3 separate regions of the Zea mays genome follow, and all the other regions are linked to region 3. The links are chromatin contacts, called in public Hi-C maps. All regions are on one chromosome and are shown on one strand. Each heading gives the region's core, a stretch centred on a gene start, on an enhancer-like site or on the middle of the called end of the contact. The rest is flanking DNA. Distances are from core to core; before and after follow the strand shown. Region 1 holds the start of LOC103651046 (interactor of constitutive active ROPs 2, chloroplastic-like). Region 2 holds the start of LOC100273111. Region 3 holds the start of LOC100282944.

Region 1 (3,561 bases), core at 168-2,667, 310 kb after region 3:
AGTAAACAGACCGGGTCCCAGGTTTCTTCGTATAGCGATTATTCACGATCGATGCAACCAAATCAATTTGCTCCAGTTTCGATCCACAGCTCCCCTTGTCGGAGCAGCAACAGACCAGTCATCTGAACGTCTTGCTAGACATTCCACGTGGCCGGAGGCGACGAGAGCGTCGTCGGAGCCTTTTGTGCAATTGCCGTTCCACTGACAGCGGAGGCATTGAAAAAAAAAAACATGCATCAACCTATTAGATTGCCTTTAATCCCTATCGACTTCTTACAGTGTTTTGTCTCTATAAATTGTAGTGCATAATGTGAAGCGAACAAGGCGACCTTTGGTCTCGATCATACGGTTGCCACGTGCTTCGTCTACGCTTTTCCCGTACTGAAAACAAAGCATCGCTGATCAAGTGGACAACACGGGGCGATCATCATTATCCGGGATCAGCGATCGACGTCCGAGCCCAACGGTAACATCAGCAGGCGTTGAATCTCCTGGCAAAAAGAAAAGGAAAAAAGAAAAAAAATGCCGAAAATCATCAGGTACGGATACGAATACCTCGTTTCATCTGGTTTTCTAGCAGGGCACGGGAGACCGAGCACACATAAAAGATTGTTCCTCATCTCGCAGCTCTGGTCGCCGCGGCAGCCTTGACTGGCCTGACTGCTTTCCTGCACTGCTTACAGCTTAAACTTGATTACAGAGGATGGCATCCCACTCCCACAACTCCGTCGGAGCATGAGATGAAGGGCCGGGCAAGCAACGGAGAGGAGGAGACGTTAAGGCATCTTGGTCGCGCAGCGAGTCGGAGTCCTGTATAGGTGAGCTGGTTTCTTCTTTCAACGACTTGCTATGTCATCTCATCACATCAGGGCGGGTTGCACACTATGCAAGCGTGACAGTATCTTACAGCTTACTCCTGCTGCTACTTATCTACCCAGGTAGTTAACACACAAAGGAGAAAGATTAGCCTTGGATCATCTCCAAGCCTTTGTCCTCGTGGCATCCACAGATCCAGTCATCCTAAGCCCAAGATAACATAGCAAAGCAAACACGTACGCGTGTCCCTTCTTATGGCTGCCGCTTCATTCTGCTATTAACAAAAAAAGGTCGCTCTGTATCCGGGCGTGGCTTTCATTCTGTTAAGGCCCCAACTACTTATGCACCACGCACGATTCCAGGCAGGCAGCGGGGGGTGCTGAGTGTGGGCGGCGCGCCGCTGCTGCTTTCGTGCGTGTGGGGGCGTTGAGTGAGTGCAAAGACTAAGCGAGAGCGAGAGCGAACAAAAGGGGGGAGCCGTGGAGTGGTGGGTTCTTGCTTTGCTTTGCTTGCTTGCTTCAGGCCTACCTTTCGGCGGCCTTAAGCTTGGTGGTTGTAGTGGCGCGCGTATAATGCGTTATTATCCTCCACCAGAGAGAGCCGACGATGTCCATCCATGTAGGCATGTAGCTGCAGCCTGCAGGCCCCGGCCTCTCTACACACACCCGTAGCGGAGATCATGAGCAGCGCGCGCCAAGCCATCACCCCGTGGCCAAGCTTAAAGAAACCTCACCATGTCATGTGTCCCTCCCGGTTTAAGGATGCCGTCAATTGTTTAGAAACCACACGGCTGTCCCTGTCGCTGGCTAAGTGGTTGGAGTGCTGACTAGTTAGTGCCAGATTAGACGGGCAAGCCATCAGCAGCCAATGCCTCCGTGCTGTTGTTGTTGTTGTTGCTGCATGTTGTTGTCCATTATTTAGCTGCTTTGCGCGCGTGCAGACAGCGCGCTACCTATAGGCCATAGGCTATAGCAAGCTCCGCCGTCGCCATTGCTACACACCAATCTTTCCTGCCGCGGTGCCGCCTCTCGTCCATGGCAAAGGGAGCGGGAGCTAGCTGACGGCCGCGCGCTTTCGTCTTTTGTCCTTCAATTTCGCAGCATTCCGCGCGCTTGGTCTCTCGGAGGCGTGGCGGTAGCCTGTGCCGGTGTGCCTCGGAGCTCCGGCCTCCGGGAATAAACATAGGGGTATCGCCATGCAGGCGGCGGCCAAGACGAGGTTTGTTCAGTTTCATCCCCTTCGTTCCACGCTAAATTCCATGTGCCGTCTGATGATGATTGATGCGTATGCGTTTTTTTCCATCCTTCTCTTGTTTATTTCTCTCTGCGTCAATCCTGCCGATTGTTCATTAGATTCTCCTCTCCAAGTCAATGTCCGTGCTTCTCTCTCTCTCTCTCTCCTCTTCGGGCCTTCTCTCTTCAGTTTGGCCATTTTGGACCTCGCACGAGCTAATCTCCTACTCTATGACTGTACACGCCTCACCAAAGTGCAGGGAGAACTGTTCATCCATGCATGTTCTCAGCTCAGGGGTGGCACAATAAACAGAGGCTGACACAGCAATTCACAGGTTCACAGCTGCGGCGCCGATTTTACGTGCACGCAGCAAGCTTTGGGATGGAGTTATGCGATTGGGCGGCTCTTAACTATGCTTTCCTCCTCACCACCATCTGTCTGCTCTGTGCCTCTGTCCCCCCTTTCCCATTTATTTTTTTACCTTTTTCATGGAGCCGAGGAGGAGGAAGCGGCCAAGTTTTCAAATCACGGCCGCATGTGACCGTGACTGTTCGCGGATAGCTCCATGCGCAAGGGGTGTCTGTCCCGTTCTTGAGCTCGGAGCCAAGGACGACAGGCAGGTCCACTTGCTGCCTAACCCGCATCTGTAAAGCAAAGCGCGCCCCGCGCCTCCGCCCCATCTCGCACTCTGCCCGGCCTTTTGATTCCCGCCCGTGCTTGCCTGCGGTGGTGGAGGAGGAGAATAGTATTATGCTAAGCTAATGCCGCGGCCCCTTTCGTCGGCTCCAGTCCCGGCTCGGCGTTGCTCCTCCCCTCCATTCCCTGTCGGCCTCTTGCGCTTTCCGGCCTCGGATTCTTTGTCGTGTGCGCCCCCTCCGTTGCATCTCGCTGCTTCTCCTTCTTCTTCGCTTTGCATCTGAGTTGAGCTGGAGCATCGATCCCGTCCGCCTCGTCCTCCCCGACGCGGCTTCGGCTGGACTCCACCGCGCTCTTTAGTTCGGTTTCCCCGTCAGAGCTTCCAACCTGTTCTACTCGGTTTAGATTTTGGAGCTAGAGTTTCCAAAGCAAAAGCTTTCCTTTTTTTTCCCTCCCTCCCCTTTGCATTTGGCATGAGGGGAAACGCTGCGGTTTCGCCCCTTTTCTGAGCATGCTGTCCTTGAACAAAATGCATTTTCTCAAGCTATATTCCAGCAGCAACAGCTCCAGGTAACATGCTGCTCGCTGCTGTGGGGGGGGGGGGGGGGGGGGGGGGGGGGTGAGATTGCCCTTGGCTGCCATTTGTGATTTTTTTTTGAGGTCCTCGGACTCATACCTGATGATGCTGTGGTTTATCTTCTTTTGGCGTGAAGGAATGGCTCCTTGGAACACCCCACCCGGACGTCCTCCCTGGGCGGTAACAAGGCCGGCCGGACGGCGAGGATGGCCGAGTCGCCCACCGGCCTCAGCCCCAAGGTCGACCGCCGCACGGCGGTGAGCGCCGAGAGAGAGGTAAATGGCGACTCCCCCTCTCCC
Region 2 (4,153 bases), core at 1,344-3,843, 400 kb after region 3:
AAAAAAGGGACATCCTGGTCACTTTGCCGAGTGTAACACTCGGCAAAGGGTCGCTTTGCCGAGTGCTATGACCATGGTACTCGGCAAAGAAGGCAACCTGGGAACCGGTAAAGCCATCTTTGTCGAGTGCTCACAAAGGCACTCGGCAAAGAAGGAAACCTGGGAACCGGCAAAGACATCTTTGCCGAGTGCCTTTACCAAAGCACTCGGCAAATATACTGGCGAAGGGGCCCACTGGAGGGTTCTTTGCCGAGTGCCAGTCCACCTGACACTCGGCAAAGAGGCTGGCGGTGGGGCCCACTGGACCAGTCTTTGCCGAGGGCCTCTAGAGCAAACACTCGGCAAAATTGGCCTCTTTGCCGAGTGCCACAGAAGGCACTCGGCAAAGGATCCGTCACCGTCACTTGGTGCCGTGACGGTGACTTTTCTTTGCCGAGTGCCCGACAAAAAGTACTCGGCAAAGAGGCTGTTGCCGATGTACAGTTCGTCGAGCGTTCTTTGCCGAGTGTTACACTCGGCAAAGCCTTTGCCGAGTGTAAAATAGCCTTTGCCGTGTGTCTCAGACACACGACAAAGGAGCTGATTCCGGTAGTGAGTATGATATATAGTGCTATATATATCCGATAACACTAGTGCTTTTGCAAAAGTTGGACCGCCCATTTAATTATCTATACGGTTAGTATTACTCCCTACATTCTAATTTATAATTCGTTTGACTTTTTCACCCTAAGCTTGACCGACTCGTCTTATTAAAAAATCATAATTATTGTTAATTTTTGCTATGATAGTGTTTAGTATATAATATATTTTAAATGTGGCTTCAATTTTTTTTATTTTTTCGCAAAAAAATGAATATGACAAACCGATCAAACTCTTCAACATAGATAAATTTTGACGAGTTTTGTATTAACAGTTCGTAACTGCGATGAACAAGGACACATTTTTTTCGGTAGAAAGTCCAGTCGAGGGTGCCCGATAATTCCTGCGTTCAAATTAATACAAAATCGATTTGACTCAAATTTAACATTTTTTATCGCTCTGATCGATATTAGATAACGTGAGTTGTCTTAATTTAAGAATTCTCTGCTGCTTTGTTCAAGACGAAGGGAAGAAAAAAAATACTAAAACCTAGTCCTATATGAAATTCTCTACAACTATTATTTAGGACCCACACCCGCTTAAATATTTTGACTACGATTTTCCAAAACAGCCGAATCCACTGCCTTTAAGCCTATTAGGTCGACTAGAGTTGGAAGTTTAATTAAGCAAATTGTCGAACAAAAACCTTGCTTAAAATAACCTATCTAATAATCCTAACAACATATCCTATACTAGAGCACACACACCACACAGTTAAAAATGTGATAATGGTTTACAAACCTTGATCAAGCAAGTCTAACTCATTCTAAGATAATTTAGCATACATACACCACTCCCTAGTAGGATAGAATTCAAGAACATAAACTTCTAGTGTTTTCAAGCACATTCATAATCCACATCAAATGACAAACAACTCATGAATTAAATTCAAGTTACGAGTGATTAATAATATTTGTATAAACATGTTTAACACCATGTTACACTACCCGCCGTCCCCGTACAATGGCGAAAAAAATGCGTGACGGTAAAGGTGGCTGGGCGACTGCCCAATCTGGCCTTCGGCACGTGCGAGAGCACTGGCCACCGGGAACCGAGGGCAACAACGATGGCCGTGGCCACCACCAGTGGCCTCCACCGAGTTGGCAAGATCCGGCAGGCATCAGGACGAAGGACAACCGCGCGAGGCTGGCGCGCGTAGTTTTGAATAAAAAACACACACATACAAGAAAACGGATCTCATCGCAGGTCGCAGCCACTCTCGGTTGCACTGACACCAACGCTATTCTAATCATATACGTACTGATGTGGCCGTTCCATCGGCTTTGGCCTTTGCTCTCGGCTCCACTCGACTACTCTCTCTCAGTCAAGTCTCGCTCCTCCCCATGCATGGGCCTATCCACCTGTGGGAGTAAAAGAATGGCAGGCAGGTAGGCAGAGGCAGGCAAAAAAAAACTGCAAAAGACCAGCAGCGTTTCACAGGCTACTGCACCATCAACTGATAAAAGCTGTAAAAAACGGCCGAGCGAAGCCTTTCCAGGCCTTTTTCCACCGTTGGGGGCGTTTAATGACGGAGTCACCAAGGTGTAAATGCCCCCCATTTAACACGGGCATTTAACGGGATCAAGTTGGAACGGTAGGGGCGCTGCCGCTGGGTACTTCCGTACTACCCGCTATCGGTTGCCTAACACACGGTGCCGCAGCAATCGCCGCGAAGAAAGATCAGCGTCCGTCCATGACGTGTGGGCCACCAGCCGGTTGGCCAGCGGCGGGACCGCGGGGCTGCAGGCTGCTGCTGCCTACAGGCCACAGGCCATGAGCCAACGCCAACGTCTCCTACTCGTACTCTACCAGTCGTCGCAACGCAACCGGCTAACGTCTTCTGCCGCGACTGGTCTGCGGCCGCGTGGCGGGCCCCAGCTGTCATGCTCCCCTCGGCGGGGCCGCCCCGCTGCCAATATAAGAGGCGAACAGGGACAGCGCCTTTCGGCTGGCACCGGGAGCGTGCGTGACCGTCACGAGGAAGGAGATCGGGAGCGCAGCCGCAAGCCGGCAAGCGGAAGGGAACGGCTCGTCGCCGGCGGGGCCACGTACCCAGGCCGGGGTCACCGTCCGGGCGGCTGGGGTGGGCGAATCGATTCTGCGTGCGCGGCTGGGTCGAGGTCGAGATAGCCTTTGGACGGGGTGAGGAAAGCGAGAGATAAAAGGTTGGGCCGCTTGCTTGCCCTTCCACTTCTATCTATCCCCACCTCCTTCTCCCTTTCCGCCCCCGGTTTATTTTTTCTTCGTCCTGGATGCGTCGGTCGCGTGTTTGATCTGACTAAGCCGCGGAGGAGGGTGCTAGATGTCCGTGCGGTGGGCGGTGGCTCCCGAGGGCGACCGGAGTTAGGTCCTTGCCGCCTTCAGTGCGGTGGGGAAGGTGAGGGGCTCAGGGCTTTTCGGTGGGTGCTTGACTCGCTTCGACGTGAAAGCTTGCCTTTCTCGCGGTAAATTCGGATCTTTTGGGGTTTCGCGCGCCCTGCTGTTCGTGTTCGGTTCCTCTCGGTACGGTTGGCTTTGCCTGAGGTTTTGTTCTGGGGGTCCGGGTTTCTGGCTGGTTTTGCGCAGCGACTGTGGAAGAGGTGCCAGGCTCAGTCTTCCCGTTTGTGTCTCGGCCTTCCGGTGAGTCGTTCCCTGCTGAACGCTTACTTGATCGAGTGCCCAAGGATAGAAGTTGCCACACGAAGCTTGGTTTCTGTGCCAACGCCCCTTTCTTCTTCTGTGAAGAAATTGCCGTTTACGGCGAAGACTTGTGCGCTGGCTCAGTTTCACCTAGTTCGTGCTTATTTTTACTCGATCCACTCCAATCTTTGGTATGCTTGTAATCCTGCTAATTCGTGGTGAAGACGGGATTTTCTTTTCTTTTTTTCTGTACGACATTTGAGCAGTGGGAACTGGGGAGCTATTCTTGTTGTCGATTTGTGATAGAAGTCCGTAGAACCTCTCTTGTTTTTTAGAACTTTTACTCTTGGATGCATGAATTATGAGAGAGTACTGCTGACCTTTTTTTCGTGTTTAACATCATGTTTTAGTTGCTGATGCAAATACTAGATTCTGATGGTCAAATATTTGGGTACCGCCTTTTTTTAGTGGGGACATTCTGGCACACCTCTGATCTGTTCTTGTACTTGCAATCTTTCAGCGAGACATTGAAGGCGCAGAACCCAAAGAATGGGTAAGAGAGGAAAGTGGTTTAGTGCGGTGAAGAAAGTCTTCAGCTCCTCCGATCCAGATGGAAAGGAAGCCAAGGTACGTCGAAATTCCTTATTCACAACAAAAAAAAAAGTCCACTTGGTGACATGTGGCTACTATGAAGGCCCAGAAGGCAGACAAATCGAAATCCAAGAGGAGATGGCCATTTGGAAAGTCCAAGCACTCGGAGCCTTCCATATCGACGGTGCCAGGCACTGCTCCAGCAGTAGCTCCGTTGCCATCACCACCAGCAACTCAGCCCCACTCTCTGGAGATCAAAGATGTCAATCCAGTTGAAACAGACAGTGAGCAGAACAAGCATGCC
Region 3 (4,163 bases), core at 1,610-4,109:
ATTACCTCATGCGATCATTCTTAGCCCTCTCTGCTTTCAAGGCAGCCTGACCAGCTTCTCTTTCTTCTGCCTTCCTCCTCTTCCATTCCATGAACAATTCCGTTGTCATAGGGGTTGTAGTCTTTGTCTTTTTACGCTGTGAGATCAACATAACAAGACAAGATACAAGAACAGTGTCATAAGAATCCAATTACGCAACAGTCGGTGACACCCTGATAGGCGTCGATGTATGCTCAGAACACCCAAGTTTAAGTCCTAGTCGAGGTGAATTTGGGTGCCTATTTTCTTCTTAATAAATTTCCACCTAGTTCCTTTTAGGTTGGCCTAGTTTTTTTAGGGTAAACAAGCTTCACTATACCAGAGAAAAATGATGCCAATTACACTTCATTTTACCTGATCTTCAATCTCATCTTCAATAGCTATCTTCTCACTCTCTTCCTCTAGTAAGGCCTTCATTTGTGATTTCAGTACGTATCCAGGCGGAAGGGCATGCCTGTAATGGCACTCTTTGCCGCCATTTGGGCAAACCCAGAACCATCCATACTGTTTCTTCTCCACAGCATCAAGAAAGTACTTGCAGACCTACACAGAAGAAGAAAATTACCCAAAATGCTTTCATATTTAACAAAAGTTTGCAGACTGAAAACAAAAGGTTAGGTTTAAAACTCCATTGGTGTAAATAAAATCATATTACCAACTAAAATGGACAAAGAAACAGTTGTAAGGACATAAAAAGATACTCCATTACTTCTAATTTAAAGGGTGTCTACTTTTTGGCTGACTGTTTAGATTTAGAAGGCGCACAAAGTTAACGAAGTATCGGTGTACCAGCAAGCCCCTCATAGCTATTTGCAAATGCACATTAAGTTCAAAAAAATACTCGCATGCACATCCCATTTAGCCTTTCTGCCAGCTTCATAAAGTGTTTTATTTGGCGATATTCCTGTGCACACGCAGGCAGACATGCAGCCATATGTCCATATGCCGCTGCCTATGTTACTGCATGCAAGGAATGATGTGTCATAGTAAAAACTAGCAGCATGCATGCTTAAGACTAAACAAAGGGTAACTTTATCGCTTTGGGCACCTCCTTGGTATCTGAGTCAGAAACATATTCACCCTCTAAGCCAAAAGGAAAAATAAACGATTATAAAATCTACACCAGAGTCATGAACTCATGATACAAAATGGAATGATAGTTCAGATGCCAATACATCAAAATATGATAGCATGGTAAATCTTTATAAAACTTGAATTTATGAAATATATATACAGTGCCAGTACATTGGCATTCAGTTCGTATGTCACAGGCATGAAGTTCTTCTACAAAGCATTAGTTTGTTAGTCTAACCCACTAGTAGATTTTATAGCTCATGTGTTCAGTTGCTTAATTATGATTTAAACTCCAGAATGTTTCGACAGTTATAGACAAGATGGCCACCACAATTCTAACTAGTTTGAAAACTTGATAAATATGGACATATTAACATAACATGTAAAGTGACATAGAAGATGACATGGCAAGTGACAGGCAAGGAGTAGATATTGACTGCAAAATAGGCTCAGTGTAGTGCATACAATATCGGTAGGTTTGTTTTGCTGATACTCCATCTTTTTGGATTCAACAACCTTCTCAAGAGTTTCCTGATCCCAGTCCTCCATGGTTTCTGGACATATCAAATAATGTGTGAATTCAAACAAACCAATTCTAAGAACTTGCACAGAAGGTGATAGTGATATCCAAATCCAATAATCATGTTTATTTATTACCTGCATCACGCTTGTCTGTATAGATATCAATCTTTTCACCCTTCCTCTGGACATTCAGGTCATGAGAGAATTTGCACTTAAAACCCTTCTGGCACTGGCCAGCCTTGAAGAACTCACACAATATTGACTTGGGATCAACACCTGCATAGCGTAATCTGAGGCATCAGCATCTATCAGATTGTAAAGAGGAATAGCAGCCGTAATACCTTAAATTCCCATGTTGCACTCATCCTAATAACTTGCTATATCTAAGAGCTCAAAAGTGTTCAGATTTCACAATGTACAACTTACACTAAATAATCAATCATTGACAATCGATGACAGTAATATTAAGCACACCACTTCGTGAGTAAAAATGACATCAGAAGGAACTGTATAGCACTCTTCCATCCACATATAAAACCGAAACGAACTATGCAGCATATATTTATTGACAATATGACAATTCAAGACTACTAAACTCAAGGAGATGAAGCCGTACCAACAGGGACCTTGGGCTGGCTGACGGCAACCTTGAACAGATCATTAAGCTCCTTCTCGCGCGCCTTCTCCTCCTCCTTCTTCTTCTGCTCACCCACGTCCGCATCCACATCAAAAAGAAAATAAACGTTAGAAGAGCGAGGCAATCGGAGCGAGAAGCGAAGGAAGCAACGGGGAGGGCTTTCGATCTGAGCGCTCTCCGGTACCTTGGCGGCGGTCTTGGTCGAGTCAGGCTTGGGCTGGACGGCCTGGTGCAGGGACTGGACGTACTTTTGGACGTTCTTGCTCTTATTCTTGTTCTTCAGCCCGAAGGTCTTGTCCTCCACGACCTTCTGCTTCTTGGCCAGCTCCGCCTTCGATGGCGCCGCTTTCTTTGGCGGCATCCTACCCCCTTAGTCCAATTCCCGTCCTCACGAAGGTTGGTCCGGGTCCGGGACTAAGCGGCGGGAGGATGAGGAAGCGGCGGCGAGGCAGGAGGGTTTCGTGGGTTTGGGTCTGGCTCCTGCGGTCCTGCCTGAGCTGGGGGAGGGAAAGACGGAGGCGAGGAGGAAGGTTCTAGAGATGGTGGTGGCCTGGTATGTGGTCTCGTGGCGATTTGGGGAAATGGGATTGGATCCTGGGCTGGCAAAGTAAGGGCTTCAACTGGGACACTGGGCCTTTGCTCTTTCGGCATGGTGGAGATCAGAACGTTGAGTTTTTGTTTTTAATAAGTCCCAACATAAAAAATCAGATGCTCAAATAGCTCAGAATCTCACAAAAAACTGAGTTTATATAACAAGATGAAAAATCTAAATTTATAGTTTTTTAGTTTCCTAAGTTTAGGAAGCTAACAATATTATCAAAACTATCATTGATTTTTTAAAATTAAAAACCTAACAACATCTTTTTAGAAAAACTCTAAAGTTACAACTCAAACAAACAGATCCTAAAGGCCTCTGCCTAGGTGTCTTGGATTTTAACAAATTTAGGATAAAGATATTAAATTAATAAATATATAACATTGCCTACTTAGGATGGAGAGTGAGTTTATAAATTAGATTTTATAGAACATTAAAAGAATCATGACAAGGTTCAAGAGAGGGTGAATAAGCATGTGCAGAATTAAACTCAAATACAGCAGTTAGTAGGGGCCTGATTGGTTGCCCGCATATAGGCCAACCAGGCTCACGGTATGCGGCCGTAGTGTGTTTGGTTGTAGGTTGCATCCACGTAACCAGGCGCGTGCTACTTTGCCGCTTGTTTGGTTTGCCGCATATGCATCAGCGCCTGTGTCTCGCGATGCAAAAAAGGAGCTCGGGCCAGGCTCTGGAGATGCGACCAAAATCTGCGCATCTGTGGAGCCAGGCTCACGCGATGCACAGCCAGGCTGCCGCAGACCTGGCTCGCTCGGCCATGCTGCCTAGATACGGCAACCAATCAGGCCCTAGGTTGCGGAGGTTCATGCAAATCTAGAAAAGTTCCACGTAGAAACCTGAAGGCGCCTATGATGAAGAGAACATAGTTGAGAATAAATCAAGTTAAATACCCAACCTTCTTATGGTACTAAATTGGTAGTAATTTTGTGTTTAATTTAATCTATAATTAACGTAGCAAATTTGTGATAACATATGTGTATGTATGAAATACTACTACTCGTAATACTAGCTTATGCATACATGCAACTAGCCATAACCGAACGCTGTTGTCGGTACCCTGAAACTATCGTATCCCTTACTACGGTATAAAGACGCAGTACCAACGCGGCTATTTTTAGTCGCGTGGTAAAAGAGTTGTATGTGGGACCAGGCCATGACTCGTCCCAGCCTCGAGCGACTACTCTGGGCCAGCAACAGCACCTAACCCCACCACATGGGCGGGTCCGCAAGTCATACAGTTCAACGGACACCTAGGACCCAGGCAGCCTAGTCTGTGAC

What was found. A called contact is a pair of places that touch in the nucleus more often than the background predicts.
Region 1: a contact with region 3 is called in a Hi-C map of leaf, with 5 times the contacts expected there. The contact joins the promoter of LOC103651046 here to the promoter of LOC100282944 in region 3. A contact is called at or near these places in 7 of 25 Hi-C or Micro-C datasets (ear, leaf and tassel).
Region 2: a Hi-C map of leaf shows a contact between it and region 3, with 7 times the contacts expected there. The contact joins the promoter of LOC100273111 here to the promoter of LOC100282944 in region 3. A contact is called at or near these places in 2 of 25 Hi-C or Micro-C datasets (leaf and tassel).

Annotation. Positions count from the first base shown.
Region 1 is chr3:187,593,290-187,596,850 of Zm-B73-REFERENCE-NAM-5.0, forward strand. LOC103651046 (interactor of constitutive active ROPs 2, chloroplastic-like) reads left to right here and starts at 1,418. Exons shown (of 3, transcript NM_001322867.1): 1 at 1,418-2,034; 2 at 3,399-3,537. The coding sequence starts at 2,012.
Region 2 is chr3:187,683,421-187,687,573 of Zm-B73-REFERENCE-NAM-5.0, forward strand. LOC100273111 reads left to right here and starts at 2,594. Exons shown (of 6, transcript NM_001147560.1): 1 at 2,594-2,804; 2 at 3,779-3,885; 3 at 3,953-4,153. The coding sequence starts at 3,808.
Region 3 is chr3:187,279,829-187,283,991 of Zm-B73-REFERENCE-NAM-5.0, forward strand. LOC100282944 reads right to left here and starts at 2,860. Exons shown (of 8, transcript NM_001155849.2): 1 at 2,457-2,860; 2 at 2,252-2,336; 3 at 1,771-1,911; 4 at 1,579-1,667; 5 at 394-582; 6 at 6-136. The coding sequence starts at 2,633.